Regions from separate parts of the Mus musculus genome. Here region 1 is linked to region 2. Evidence: chromatin contacts called from public HiChIP or PLAC-seq data. All regions are on one chromosome and are shown on one strand. Each heading gives the region's core, a stretch centred on a gene start, on an enhancer-like site or on the middle of the called end of the contact. The rest is flanking DNA. Distances are from core to core; before and after follow the strand shown. Region 1 overlaps Itga9 (integrin alpha 9). Region 2 holds the start of Golga4 (golgi autoantigen, golgin subfamily a, 4).

Region 1 (6,462 bases), core at 3,427-5,926, 360 kb after region 2:
ACAGGAGAACCAAACGTCACAAGAGCAAAGGACATGGCCCTGTGCTCTGTATATGTCCACACTCAGTGCCTGGGGGAAAATATAAACTAGGAGAAATAAAATTTCCACTGCCCACATCAGCTACACCGCCACCAGATATAATTCCTTCTGCCATGGGCTTGGAAGATAGATCCTTAGCTATCAATAAACTCTACAATGTATCTACAGGGTGTTCCTTATGTACAAAAAGATCTGAAAATTTTATAGTCACTGGGAATCCCTACATAGAGCCAATTTTGAAAAAAATGCCACTCACACACCAGCAAAAGTTGCCTTCATTTCCATCTGAGAATCAAAAAGAAGGTGATAATTTCAAATCAGATAGAACTGCCTACACTGCCAAAAGCTTCAATGAGAAATCCACAAACTTTGGGAATGGTTGTTATGGAATCATATTTCTTCATACCTCACCCTTTACATACCACTGATCTTGTCAATAGCTTTAAACCACTTTTTTTTTCTTCTTTATGTACATGTATAGATGTGAGCCACATAGTAAAGTTTCATAAATAGGGTCAGGGTAAGATCTGGGTTTTTGTTTTTTTTTTTTCTCAACAAGAGCCAAATACTTTATAAAGAGGGGGAAATGTTTGCCTGAATTCTGCAGTTAAAGAGAGATTATTGAATTGTGGAGTGATAGTTACATTTCTGGGCATTTGATCTGAGTGATCAAGGCAAAATTGTGTGTCCCTGAGCTGTGTCTGTACACCATTCATATGCTCTGGAAGGTAGTGACAAGCCAGCCAGGGCTGTATGGACATCATTCAAGCCAGAGTCTGACCTCTGAGCTATGTGGATATCAAGAGTAAATCAAGCCAGCAGTGCCATCTCCTAGCTGACTGAGGGTACCCATTCTTATCACTTGGAGCCTGAATGTATTGTGTCACAGCTGCCGTGACTCCTCGCTGCCATTGGGTGGGCCAGTTGGAATGCAGCTTACGCGCAAGGTGCTTTCTGGCCCCCAACATGAATAGGCCTTAAAAGTGAGAGCTAACCGGTTAGCTTCCCTTCAGCCCTTAAAACAAACATGACCCCCAGCCTTGCTGGTGTGGGCATAATGGGATGTTAAAGAAGTCCATAGCACAAATTTCGCTGAAGATAAACAGAGCTCATCAGCCGCTGCTGAGAAACACGTGGTTCTCATTTAACCTGCTGAGGCCAAACTGAGTGTGCCTCAGAAACATAAAAAATGGGACCAGCTTTCTCACATGCACCCCAAATTCCTTCTGACCATAAGGCATTGACTTGGCATTACCAGTCCCTAAGAAGTAGTTTGGTCTTCCTGGCCACTGGGGTCTTACCCTTTGCCTCTTCTTAAATTTCCTGGATACTAGACCTGAGGCACACTTCAGACTTCCCTGAGGTCCTTGAAACCTGAGACCCAGGGAATCCACTAGCAGCTTCATTTTAAGCTGCTCTGGTATGCACACACCGCCAAAAAACAATCTAAAAGGATAGATAGAGCATGGTGGGTAGAGATGCCATCCGGATGGCTACAGACCTTTTGATAGAAGGAGGATTCTCAAATAATATGCCTGACGGGTGCAGAGTGAATTCTGCAAATCCACATGGACCTGAACTTTGTTCTTCACTGTAGCAGGATCCAAGAGCAAAAACTAGAATTTAAACAAACTAATACAATTCCAAGGTCTGTGCTGTGTCCCAGTGGGTGGGGGTGGGGTGGCTTGACAGGTTCATTCATTATCCAAATCAGTAGACCATCGCGCCTCCAGAGCGTCTCACCATCTGGGGAAGGCGAGCATCTCGGGCCTGCATGTCAAGTGCTCAGATAACGTATTTACGCCTCCATCTCTCACTGCGACAATCCAGCCACATCTGGAAATTCTTCGCTGTCACTTCATCTCCAAAACTACTTCCCTTCCATATCACTCTAGCTCTGGTAAAGGCCATCCATGCCTGCGAAATGGGCCTCTCTGGGGCCCGCCTTTCTCTGATTACATGGAAATGAAATTCTCTTTTATGGGGAGCCTGATGTGGCCTGTACTCTTGACTCCCTGGCATATTGGCTGATTACCCCCAAAGGGGAGAAAAAGGGGCCCAGGACTGAGGGTGAAAGCCTTGTGTCAGCCATCCCTAGAGCTGGTGGAAACACAGGCATTCCTCTATAGCATAAGCGAGCAGGCTCACGGGAGACGCCGCACCCTGCTTCCTGGAGTGTTGATATCACCGCTTCATTTCTCCCTGTCTCTGTCTTTGGTCTCGGTAACCTCCTGACCTTTCAGACAGAACCCAGCTTTCCTCCGTGTGACGAGAAGCGGCTGCACAAAAATATATTTTCTTTAGGAGATAGTTTTCAATTAGAAAGAAGGCATCAAAGCCAAAGCTACAACGTCTTCAGGATTTTACATTTACTCTCTTGGTACAGCGAACTGGTCAAGGTTCCTGTCACCGAACCACATACACAATTAAGTAAAAGAATACAGTATGCTCAGTGTCGCTTTCTTTCTAGAATAAAAGGACCTAGGCTGTCCTGGTGGCTGTGCTCCGTCCCCAGCTCTGCAGATCTCAAGGGAGCTGTTACTGTGAACAGATGTTTTGTGCCCTTGTTTATCCTTTCCATTTCAACAACAAAACTCTGTAGTTGAGGTCCTTACTGATATGAAAAACTGGTGCATTGGGAGGTGGGGACTAAACATAGTTATAGCCTTCTCTGTGCTTACCTCATGGAGCTTGGGATGATGGGAATGGGTTTCCCCTTTGGAATTCTATTTGTGTGTTGGAACCTCTGGCTACATGTAGAAATAAACATGAGAACTTGGGGCTGGAGATGTGGTACCATCAGTGAAGTGCTAGGCACACAAGCGTGAGCAACACCTACCAGGCATGGCAGTGTGCACCAATAATCCCAGAACTAGGTGGGCAGAGACAAGAGAATCCCTGGAGCATGCTGGCCAATTCATCCTAACTGAACCAATGAGTTTCACTGACATGCTGCCTCTAAAGAATAAGGAGGGAAAATGACTGAGGAAGACACGCGGCCTTGACCTCTGCTGTGTGGGCTCTCACACACATACATGTGCACACACACTGACACACGTGTACATGTACACATAAAAAGAGAGGCAGACAGACAGACAGACAGACAGACAGACAGGTATCACAAGCCAAACTGACAAGCAGGGAGTCTTCCACAATGCGTAAGAATTCTTCCCTCTTTAGGAGGACACGCCCACAGACACCTCCAGGAGCTCTCTGCTGTCTTTAAATGGTGGGTCATTGACACCCAGAAGCTGTGTTCTCGGCCTTTCAAAGCGTGGGTCACATAAAGCTAGGTGCATCACAGCTGAGGACTCACCGGGACTGTTATTTCCATTTCCGGCCTTGTATTAGGCAGCCCCACCCCTGCTGGGCACGCAGAACCAATCAGGAGTGACCCAGAGCGTCTGCTTCTCTGTGGGTCGGAAGCACCACAGGCTTGAAGTGGACGCTGAACATGCAACCCTTCCTCTGCTTTAGGAAAATCACGTCATCTGACCATCCATCAGACAGTACCGAGAGACACCTGGTAGCCATTCGCAGCCATGTAACTTAATACAAGATATTAAAGTGGGAGGCGACCAGGAATGGAAATGTAGTTCACATTTCGCTGAATGGAACAGAATGGAATTGGCTCATTTATGTTAGGACAGGTACGGTTAACCAAGTGGTATCAGGTCTCAGGCATTTTAATGAGTCCCGAAATGAACTTCCCCACAACTGCTGTGGAACACAGCGAGCAAGCGCCCTACGGTGGAATGGGGATCGCCCTGTCTTCTGACCGCTCCACTCCCAGAGTAGGTAGTTGGTAATTGAATTAGCAGAGCTGGCATTCACAACATTCTCTTGGTATCCCATCTCAAAGGGCGTGTGAATTCAGAGAATTCAGAAGGGCCCAGCAGCTAAGTCTCAGGCCCAGTCATGTTTACCCACTTGCCGTCAGCTGTGCTTAGGTAACGTGATACATAAAAGTGGCCCAGGGAAATGACAGGGAGCAGAATGTCGGCTGACAGGGAAACAGGAGTTAACAGGAAACACATGGTCTTGACACAAATGAACCTGCGCTGCTTCACCCGTCAGCTCTGGGCTCGTTTCAAGTCAACTTCCCCCAAGGGCTGCATTGAGGGAGACTCCAAGCAGGGCTCCTGAGTGGTGCAGAGTTAGTTCAAGTTTCCGCTTACCTGTCTCTCGGACTATGCACCAGAGGCGTGGAGTCAGGCAAATTTTGATGACCTTCTCTGTAAATGCCCAGCCAGTGGGGAGTGATCAGGAGAGTGGGCCAAAGCTGATTAAAGAGCCATCCAGGCCTCAGATATGCTGTTAAAATAGAAGTCAAGAGCAGCGGGACACATTCAGGAGGCAGGAGCAGGTAGGTCTTTGTGAGTTCAAAGCCAGCCTGGTCTACACAGTGAGTTCTAAGCCAGCCAGAGATATGTAGAGGCAAAGAAAGAAAAGAAAGTGCTAAGAATACCACAGGCCTGAGTAGAGTTGGTTCCTTAGTTCTGCGGCAGGTTAATCCACCCACCTCAAACCTCACATCCTCCAACTCAGTTCGCTGGTTCCCCCCATCCTTCTGCAGGAACACCCTACTCCTAAGATTTGCTTACAAGACACTTGCTTTGTTGTGCAAAATGGATAACAAAGTACGGAGCGGAGGTTCATGGGGCAGGTGGTATAGGAAGCCACAAAGTCAAGGGGTGTGGTGCTGGCACCTCGCTGTGCTTGTCCAAGGTTGAACTCAAGGCCACAGTGTGCACCTTCAGGCTTCGCTCTTCCTTTCTTTCTGGATTCCGTGCCCCCTCCTCAAGATCTGGGGGAGGCCTGGTAGCTCCCCTGAATCGGGAACACTTCAAGGCTGTAGTGGTCAGGGTGTGTGAAACCAGCCGTTAGGACGCCATCTGTAGAGCCTGGGTGTTCGGCAGGAAGCGTGGCAGGGATTCTCGCTCCCTAGCCTTGCAGAGCCACAGGCAGAGGTTGCAAAGTTTGGGTGACAGCTAGAGACCTGGTGTCACCGTGTGCCCAGAACACCTCTGATGTCTGTCTCTCTGTCTGTCTGTCTGTCTGTCTGTCTCTTATATCCAATCAACTCCCCAACTCCACCCTCAGTCCATTTTAACAGTGGAGTATTATTCAGCCCTAACAAAAAATGTCACCCTGTCATTTGTGGCAACATGGGTGAAACCGGAGGGCATTACATCAGGTGAAGTTAACCAGACATAGAATAAAAATACACATGTTCTCAACAAGCAGCAACTAGAAAAGGTGACCTCACAGTCACATGTCAGACAGTGTCCACCGGAGCCCGGGATGGGTGGGGGAAAAAGGGGCTTGGGGGGGGATGGTTTAATACGGATGAGGTGCAGTGAAGAAGCTAACAGAGAAGGTGCTGAATATCCCCGATACAGACAGACAGACAGACATCCAAGGCGATAGATGCTCCAGGTACAGGATGGTATCCTTATACACTGCATTGACGTTCTGAAAACTCACAGCAGGGTGGGCAGTGCCTGAGAGGAGCACTTACTCACTACACAAGGTGTTGCGAGCATCCAACGTTATGTCTTACCGGATAGCACAGAAGTGTTGCAAGGGTCCGGTGTCAGTTCCACCTGTTAGAATACTGCCTCATGGAAAATAGAATTATCTTTTACATCTGGACTCTGCTTAGAGAGGGCCCACAAACAACTCCACTCGGATCCCAAGGAGATGGGCTTGAGAAGTGGAGCTAGAAAAACAAGCTTAGCGTGATGGTGCCACTAACCCCAGGCATTGTCTGGAGGCTGGAGTAGGAGGGCTATAGCAATCCAAGGCTAGCCCAACAGCACACAGCTTCTCCGGGTCAATAATGGACACCGTGATCCTGAGCCTCACACGTGGGAACATCCTGGTTCCTCTGACCCCTTTTTCTGACCATAGCCTACAGGACTATCTCTTTCTCACCTGGGGACAGAGGCTGGGAGTGTCCAAAGGAAAAGTCAGTTTTCCTTGACAGTGACATTACCAGGACAAGAGCCACAGTTCAGGCTTCAAACCCCATGACTCATGAGGTAAGGGCACTTAGAGTAAATGGAACACTATCCTCTGACACCTTAGCTGCATCCAGCCACTACCCCAGGATGACTGTCCTGCCACAAGATGTCCATGTCATCTTGGACTCCACAGTGTGAGCTCCTGACAGCCTCCCACACCACCACCCTCTCTTGGTTTCAGCTTACACAGTGTTTTCTTTGGGGTCAGGTTTGGAGAGGGCAGATAACAACAGAACACCCTCAATAACTATGCTGGCAGAATCCAGCCTCAACAATGTGCCCCATGCCTTCCTGTCCCTGGTTGTGGACTTAGTAAGTTCTTTTGTGCAGATTCCAATAGCCACGGGCCTCCCTCAACTCCCAGGGGTCCTGCTGAGAACCAGCCCTGTCGTGGGAA
Region 2 (5,929 bases), core at 1,581-4,080:
CTCTCCTCCTAGGTGGCCTGTTTGTTTTGTTTTGCTTGGTTACTATAAAGGGAATCCTCTCCAGATTTCTTCCTCTTAAAGTTCACATCATTGGGATGTTGAAAACTACAGATTATTGATGTTCATTTTATATCCTATGGCTTGACTGTAAGTATTTATTTCTTCAATCTAAGAATTCAGATGAAGTCTTCAGGGTCTCTGAGATACTGGATCACATCTGTGAATAGGAAATGTTTGACTTCTTCCTTTTCTGTCCGGATCCCTTTTCTTTCTTTTCTCTTAGCGCCCCATGCTGCACTCCCAACTCTGCAGGACATGTTTCCTGCTCTCCTCCATTTAGAATAAATTTAGAGTTTAGATGTTTGTAGCGTGTAGCTTTAAGAGCTTTTGTTTTCCTGTGTGTGGGTATTTCGCCTGCATTTCTGATTGTGCACCACATGTATATCTGCTGTCCTCAGAGGTCAAAAGAGAGTCTTAGAGCCCCCAGAACTGGAGTTACAGATGGTTGTGAATCACCATGTGGTTTGGGTGCTGGGAACCAAACCAAGGTCCTATGCAAAAGCATCGAATGCTCTTATCTGATCTGTATTGTGTTGAGAAATTTTGTGCCTTTGTTCATCAGGGAACTTGGCATGCAGTGTTCTTTGTGTGTGTGTTCTTATCTAGTTTGGGCATTAGTGTAATACTAACGAGCTGTGCTCCTTCCAGGTTGTCGAGATTGCCAATTTCTGAAAAGTATGGTAGAGTTCAGCTGTGAGCCTGTTTAGTTCTGGGCTTTTCTTTGTTGGTGGACTCTGCTACTGTGTGTGAGGGAGAATTGTGGAGATCAGCCACATCTGGACAGCCCTCACATCTGGACAGCCCTCACATCTGGACAGACCTTGTTGGGCTACCCAGGCCACGGTCTGTCAGTCAGACTAATACATCCCATGTGTCTATATATCCACTCCATTGGCTCTGCTCCTTTAGAGAAAGAACTCTGACCCAAACACTGCCCATCTCTAGTTTTATTCATGTGGAATCACCCCATTGGTTATTTTTGCTAGAGTATTTCTGTTTGCTTGTTGTTCTTGTTTTTTTGTTTGCTTGTTTGCTTGTTTGTTTGACACGGTTTCTCTGTCTTAGCTTTGGCTGTCCTGGAATTCACTCTGTAGACCAGGCTGGCCTCAAACTTAAGAAATCCAAGTGCCTCTGCTTCCTTAGTGTTGGGATTAAAGTTGTGCACCACCACCACCGCCATCTGGTTAAAATGTAAGCTCTCATAACCTTTCCTGTAAGCAATTCTGTGGAGGCATTGTCTTGTTTAATGATTGATAGTGTGAGGGTCCAGCTTAATGTGGGTGGTTCTACCCCAGGTAGGTGGTGTTGGGTTGTATAAGAAAGCAAGCTGAGCGATCCACTGGGAACAGGACAGCAAGCACCACTCCCCCTTTGGCTCTGCTTCAGTTCTTGTCTCCAGCTTTCTGACTTGAATTCTTGCAGGCAAACTAAGACAAGGTAGTATATATGCCCAGAGACAGGACTCCTTCACTTAGGTTTTTGACTACGAATCTCCTCCTCTGGCATGTGACTGGCATTGGAAGTCTTGTGGGACTGAGGCCTAAACCTGTGGATCTGGTTTTCTCTGTCTCTCTGTCTCTCTCTCTGTCTCTGTCTGTCTCTGTCTGTCTCTGTCTGTCTCTGTCTGTCTCTGTCTCTGTCTCTGTCTCTGTCTCTCTCTCTCTCTCTCTGAGTCAGGGTGTCCCTATGTAACATAGGCCCATCTGGCCTGGAACTCGGAGATCACCTGGCCTCAGCCTCCCAGGTGCTGGGATTAAAGGTGTACACCCCCATGCACCAGTTCTTAATGTTCTGTTCAAAGAATCAGAACTGAATGGATGCCATCCAGGTAGTAGCTTGTGCAGAACCCAGAGTTTCGAGGTCATATGGGTCTTTGTGAGCAGAGGTTTCAGAAATATTCTATGTTGTGCAAGTGTAGGGGGTTCTCAGCAGATGGAAAAGTCTAGGTAGGGGAAGACAGCTCCTTTGGAGTGCAGCCACAGATATTAAGCACTAAAGGCAGATAATTCTGACTAGGCAGAAAATTGTGCACCTGTAGGCCTCAGCTATTCTGGAGGCAGGAAAATCACTTTAGTTAACAAATTCAAGGCCAGTCTGCCTAATTCAGCCAGACTATTTATGTTTGAGACAGGATCTCACTGTAGCTCAGACTGGCCTTAAATTCATATAGGCAAGAATGACCTTGAACTTCTCGTCCTACTGCTTCTACCTCTGGATGCTGGGATTACAGGTATACACCATCACACCCAGTTTATGCGATGCTGAGGCTAGAGCCAATCCTTCCTGCATATGCTAGGTAAACAAACGTTCTACACCCTCAGCCCCAGATTTTCTCTTTAAACCAACCAACCAACCAACCAATGAACCAATGAACCAACGAACCAACTAGCTGGCCAACCAGCGAACCAACTAGTCATCTATACCATCCAACCCACTATCCAAAAACCTTTCGAGAGAATTCTAAACGATCGTGCCACACGACACTGAATACACTTCTGCATTCCTAGCTCTATCCTCTCTCACCCCAGCCTTCTTCACTGTGGTGCTCAGTGGTGGGATGCTCCCTATTTGACAGCACAGCTCCAAGACTCCCGCTAGAGTCAGCGCAGACGCCACTGTGCACGCGCGTTCACCCGCACCGCCTCCATATTGTCCGCCGCGGCGCTCCGTAGCAAGCCCCTGGCAAGCTCCACGTCGACCGCGCAGGCGCCCGGGGCGCGTTCACCTGCTGCCGTTGTCGCCGCCGCCGCCGCCGCTGACGGGGCTGGATGGGGGGCCGAGGCCAGCCAGGGGCACCCAGAAAGAAGAGACGCGGCGGCGGCGACGCCGACACCCGCACGACGAGCGCCCCGAGGTGCCCGCCAGCTCCACAGGAAGGCGGCGAGGCCCGGGCCCGGCCGCCCCGCGGGTAGAGACGCTGCCGGCCCCTCGCCGCGCCATGTTCAAGAAGCTGAAGCAGAAGATCAGCGAGGAGCAGCAGCAGCTGCAGCAGGCGTTAGCCCCTGCTCAGGTACGTCGTCCCCCTGCGCCGAGGCCCGGGAAGCGGGCGAAAGTTCCCCATGACCTTTGACCTCCGCCCCAGGAACACCCCCCCCCCCCAAACCGTAGCCCTGGAAGGTTTGGGACCACCCAGCCGGTGTAGGAACCCTGGCCTGGTTTCTCCCAAAACTCCGTCCCTGTGCAGGGTGACGGGACCGGTCGGGACATTTGACTTCGGAGTTTCCCCTCTAAGGACCGACCCGGTCTGACAGATGGGTGCGATGGGTTCGGGTCCTGCGTGGGGAGCTTCTCTCGCCCGTCAGAGACCCTGACTCTAGAGTGGTGACGGGGGCGGGGCAACCCAGATCCTTTGTGATATGTGACCTCTGCCCTCTGCCCCATATATGACCAATGTCCTCTGGGTTCCCTGGACATCGCACCCGGAATGACCAGGTCCCTGTAAGTCTCCTGCTTCCAAACCCTGATCGAGGCAGAGAGTCGAGCCTGCCCGGGCCAGGCTGCTCGCAGGAGCCGAGGGCGGCGGTCCAGCGACCAAGCCTGTCACGAGTTAGTCACTTCGTGTAACTTGGGTGATGGCGGACAGGGCTCAGGGGCAGACACTGAACGGGACGGGCACCGAGCCTGTCAGCAACCGGGCTCTTGCATCTTTTCTGGAAGGTCGTTGCTTTTTAAGGGAGTATGGTTTCGGGCTGGGAAAAGGGGGCGTGTTCGTGTTAGAAACAAACTACCCCTCTCCAGCACTCAGGGTGTGAAGGACGGGAGGGGAGGGTTTCTGCTGAATCTCTCCCCAGTCTCCCTGAATATCAGTAGATTGAACACGAACGTCTTTTCTTTTATGGTTAGAAACCTGGAAAGCCCATGGCTCAAGAAAGGTCGTAGTTTGGCTAAGTGGGAAGCAGTTTGGGTGTTTAAATATAACGACCCAGCATTCTGTTTCTAGAAACATAGTCTGAGAAGATTTAGGATGCAAAAACATTTAGTTACACGATTTCTTTTTTCTTGTGTGCGCGCGTGGGCAGGTGGCAGCCAGAAGACAACCATGGTGTCGTCATTCCTCATCCCTCGGGCTTTATTCTTTTTATTTTACTATTTAAAAAAGATTTCTGGATTTCTTTATGTGAGTGTCTTGTCTGTCTGTATGTCTGTACACTGTGTGAGGCCAGAAGATAGTGTTGGATCCCAGGGAACTTGTCATGCATGGTTGAACCATTATGTGGGTTGGTCCTCTGCAAGAGCAACAATTGCTCTTAACCTCTGAGCCATTTCTCCAGCACACCCCCTGGCCTGGAACTCACCAAATAGGCTGGGCTCAATGGCCAGCAGGCCGAGGGAATCCACCTTTCTGCCTCCTGAGCACTGGGGTACAAGAGTGTGCCACCACAGCTGTCTTTTTTAACCTGGATTCTGAGATGGAAACTCAGGCAAGCATTTTACCATCTGAACTGTCTTGCTAGCCCTGGCGCTGTTTTAATGGTAGCACTCTGGGGCCAGTAAAGAATTGGCTGGATACATTCTTACCAGGGGGCTGATTATTATACAGCGCTAAAAAGAAACAACGTTGATTTGGATCTCTGCTCCACATTTATTTAGTAGTTAGTATAGATTACTTAGACCTCATAAACCTATGAGGTAAATATTATTCCTCCTATAGATGAAAATGTGATGAGACCCAAAGGCAACTGCTACATAGAATCAGAGCTGCAGGCAAATATTGTCTACATAGACTGAGAGATGCTACAAGAGACAAATTAAGTGCAGCATATGAATTGTGACCCACTTTTTATGGCAATAAGAAATGTATTTTTAGGAGTGAAGCACAGCAATCTTCCACTGTAGCACTATAGACCCTCCCACTCCAGACTCACCCCCAGGGAGTGAGGGAAGCTTCTGCTCTACACCGCAGCGCATCCTTCAGGCCTTTGGCCTTATCTGTGTACTTTGTCCTTATCCCCATCTTACTTTGTTATTGTTGCCCTGCCTGAAGCCTCATTGTTCGGGAGAGAAGCCTGATGTTCCTGCCACTGGCAGTGTAGAGAGAGACAGGAGAGCTCAGGGCTTGTGAGTTTCTGAGCTTGCCTCTTTATTTTTAAATAAAGATATTATATTTAAAGCTGGCTCATACCTTTTGCTTTAAGACCTGAGGCTTTCTAAGAATCTGGGATGAACGCTGCTTTGTTTCCATGGCAGCAGTACCTTGTGTGGGTCCTGGCGTTGCAGTACCTCAGCTCTGCTGAACTTGGTACCGCTTCTGCTTCTCGTTCATCTCCAGTCTTCTGAAAATTGCTTGAGACTTACTAACTCTGTGGAGGACGCCATATGTAGCTCATATGCCGTATTTAACTGGAAGCTGCCTTATTTTTGGATGGCTGAATTTCACATAGAAGAAGACCATCTTTAGGAGGTGAAGTATTTATACCATAAGAACGATGGTTCATTTCTGGAACAACCACTGTAGATTGCAAAATGACAAAGATGCTCGATTAAGGGCATGCTGAAAAGTTCCCACTAGTGATTGAAATGCAGATGTTGTGTGAAGACTAAGCCCATGGTAGGTAACCCTTCCTACTCTGGAATGTCAAGTTGATTCGCAGTGATTGGAGCAGTGTTGTAGTGAGGACAGGTCCAGTGGCCTGTCCCTGGCCTAGGTGTGTGTGTGGGGGGGAGGAGTTACTGAGCAGGTGTGCTGTATGTTGGTGCAAGCCAAAGCCACACCTGTTTCTTAAAGTGTATCTGCTTGGGCAGAACTTAAGGGGCAGGAGCTTAGTCAAAAGGCTCATGAGCATCCTGCTAGTGAGTCCATAGCTGCTATAAATTGCTCATGAGAAAACATTGAAAACCCCTCATTTTGATATTTCTCATACTTGTCTAC

Evidence for each region. HiChIP or PLAC-seq counts read pairs in DNA pulled down with a chosen protein or histone mark.
Region 1: an H3K4me3 HiChIP or PLAC-seq map of embryonic stem cells shows a contact between it and region 2, with 3 times the contacts expected there. The contact joins the enhancer-like site here to the promoter of Golga4 in region 2. A contact is called at or near these places in 6 of 39 promoter capture datasets (the HPC-7 cell line, embryonic stem cells, hippocampal neurons and 3 more), 6 of 484 Hi-C or Micro-C datasets (all in embryonic stem cells), 6 of 115 datasets of contacts at active chromatin or transcription factors (T-cell acute lymphoblastic leukemia, bone marrow-derived macrophages and embryonic stem cells) and 1 of 9 other capture datasets (pancreatic islet).

Annotation. Positions count from the first base shown.
Region 1 is chr9:118,859,040-118,865,501 of GRCm38.p6, forward strand. All of the region lies in intron 23 of Itga9 (integrin alpha 9), which reads left to right. Among named protein-coding and RNA genes, the nearest start is that of Gm39454, 11 kb to the left of the region's middle. Within about 2 kb of position 4,677, at least 29 of the 459 cell types and tissues checked have an H3K27ac peak or open chromatin away from gene starts, as enhancers often do. A contact at or near this core is called in embryonic stem cells, where this site is marked.
Region 2 is chr9:118,503,488-118,509,416 of GRCm38.p6, forward strand. Golga4 (golgi autoantigen, golgin subfamily a, 4) reads left to right here and starts at 2,831. Exons shown (of 24, transcript NM_018748.3): 1 at 2,831-3,070. The coding sequence starts at 2,999.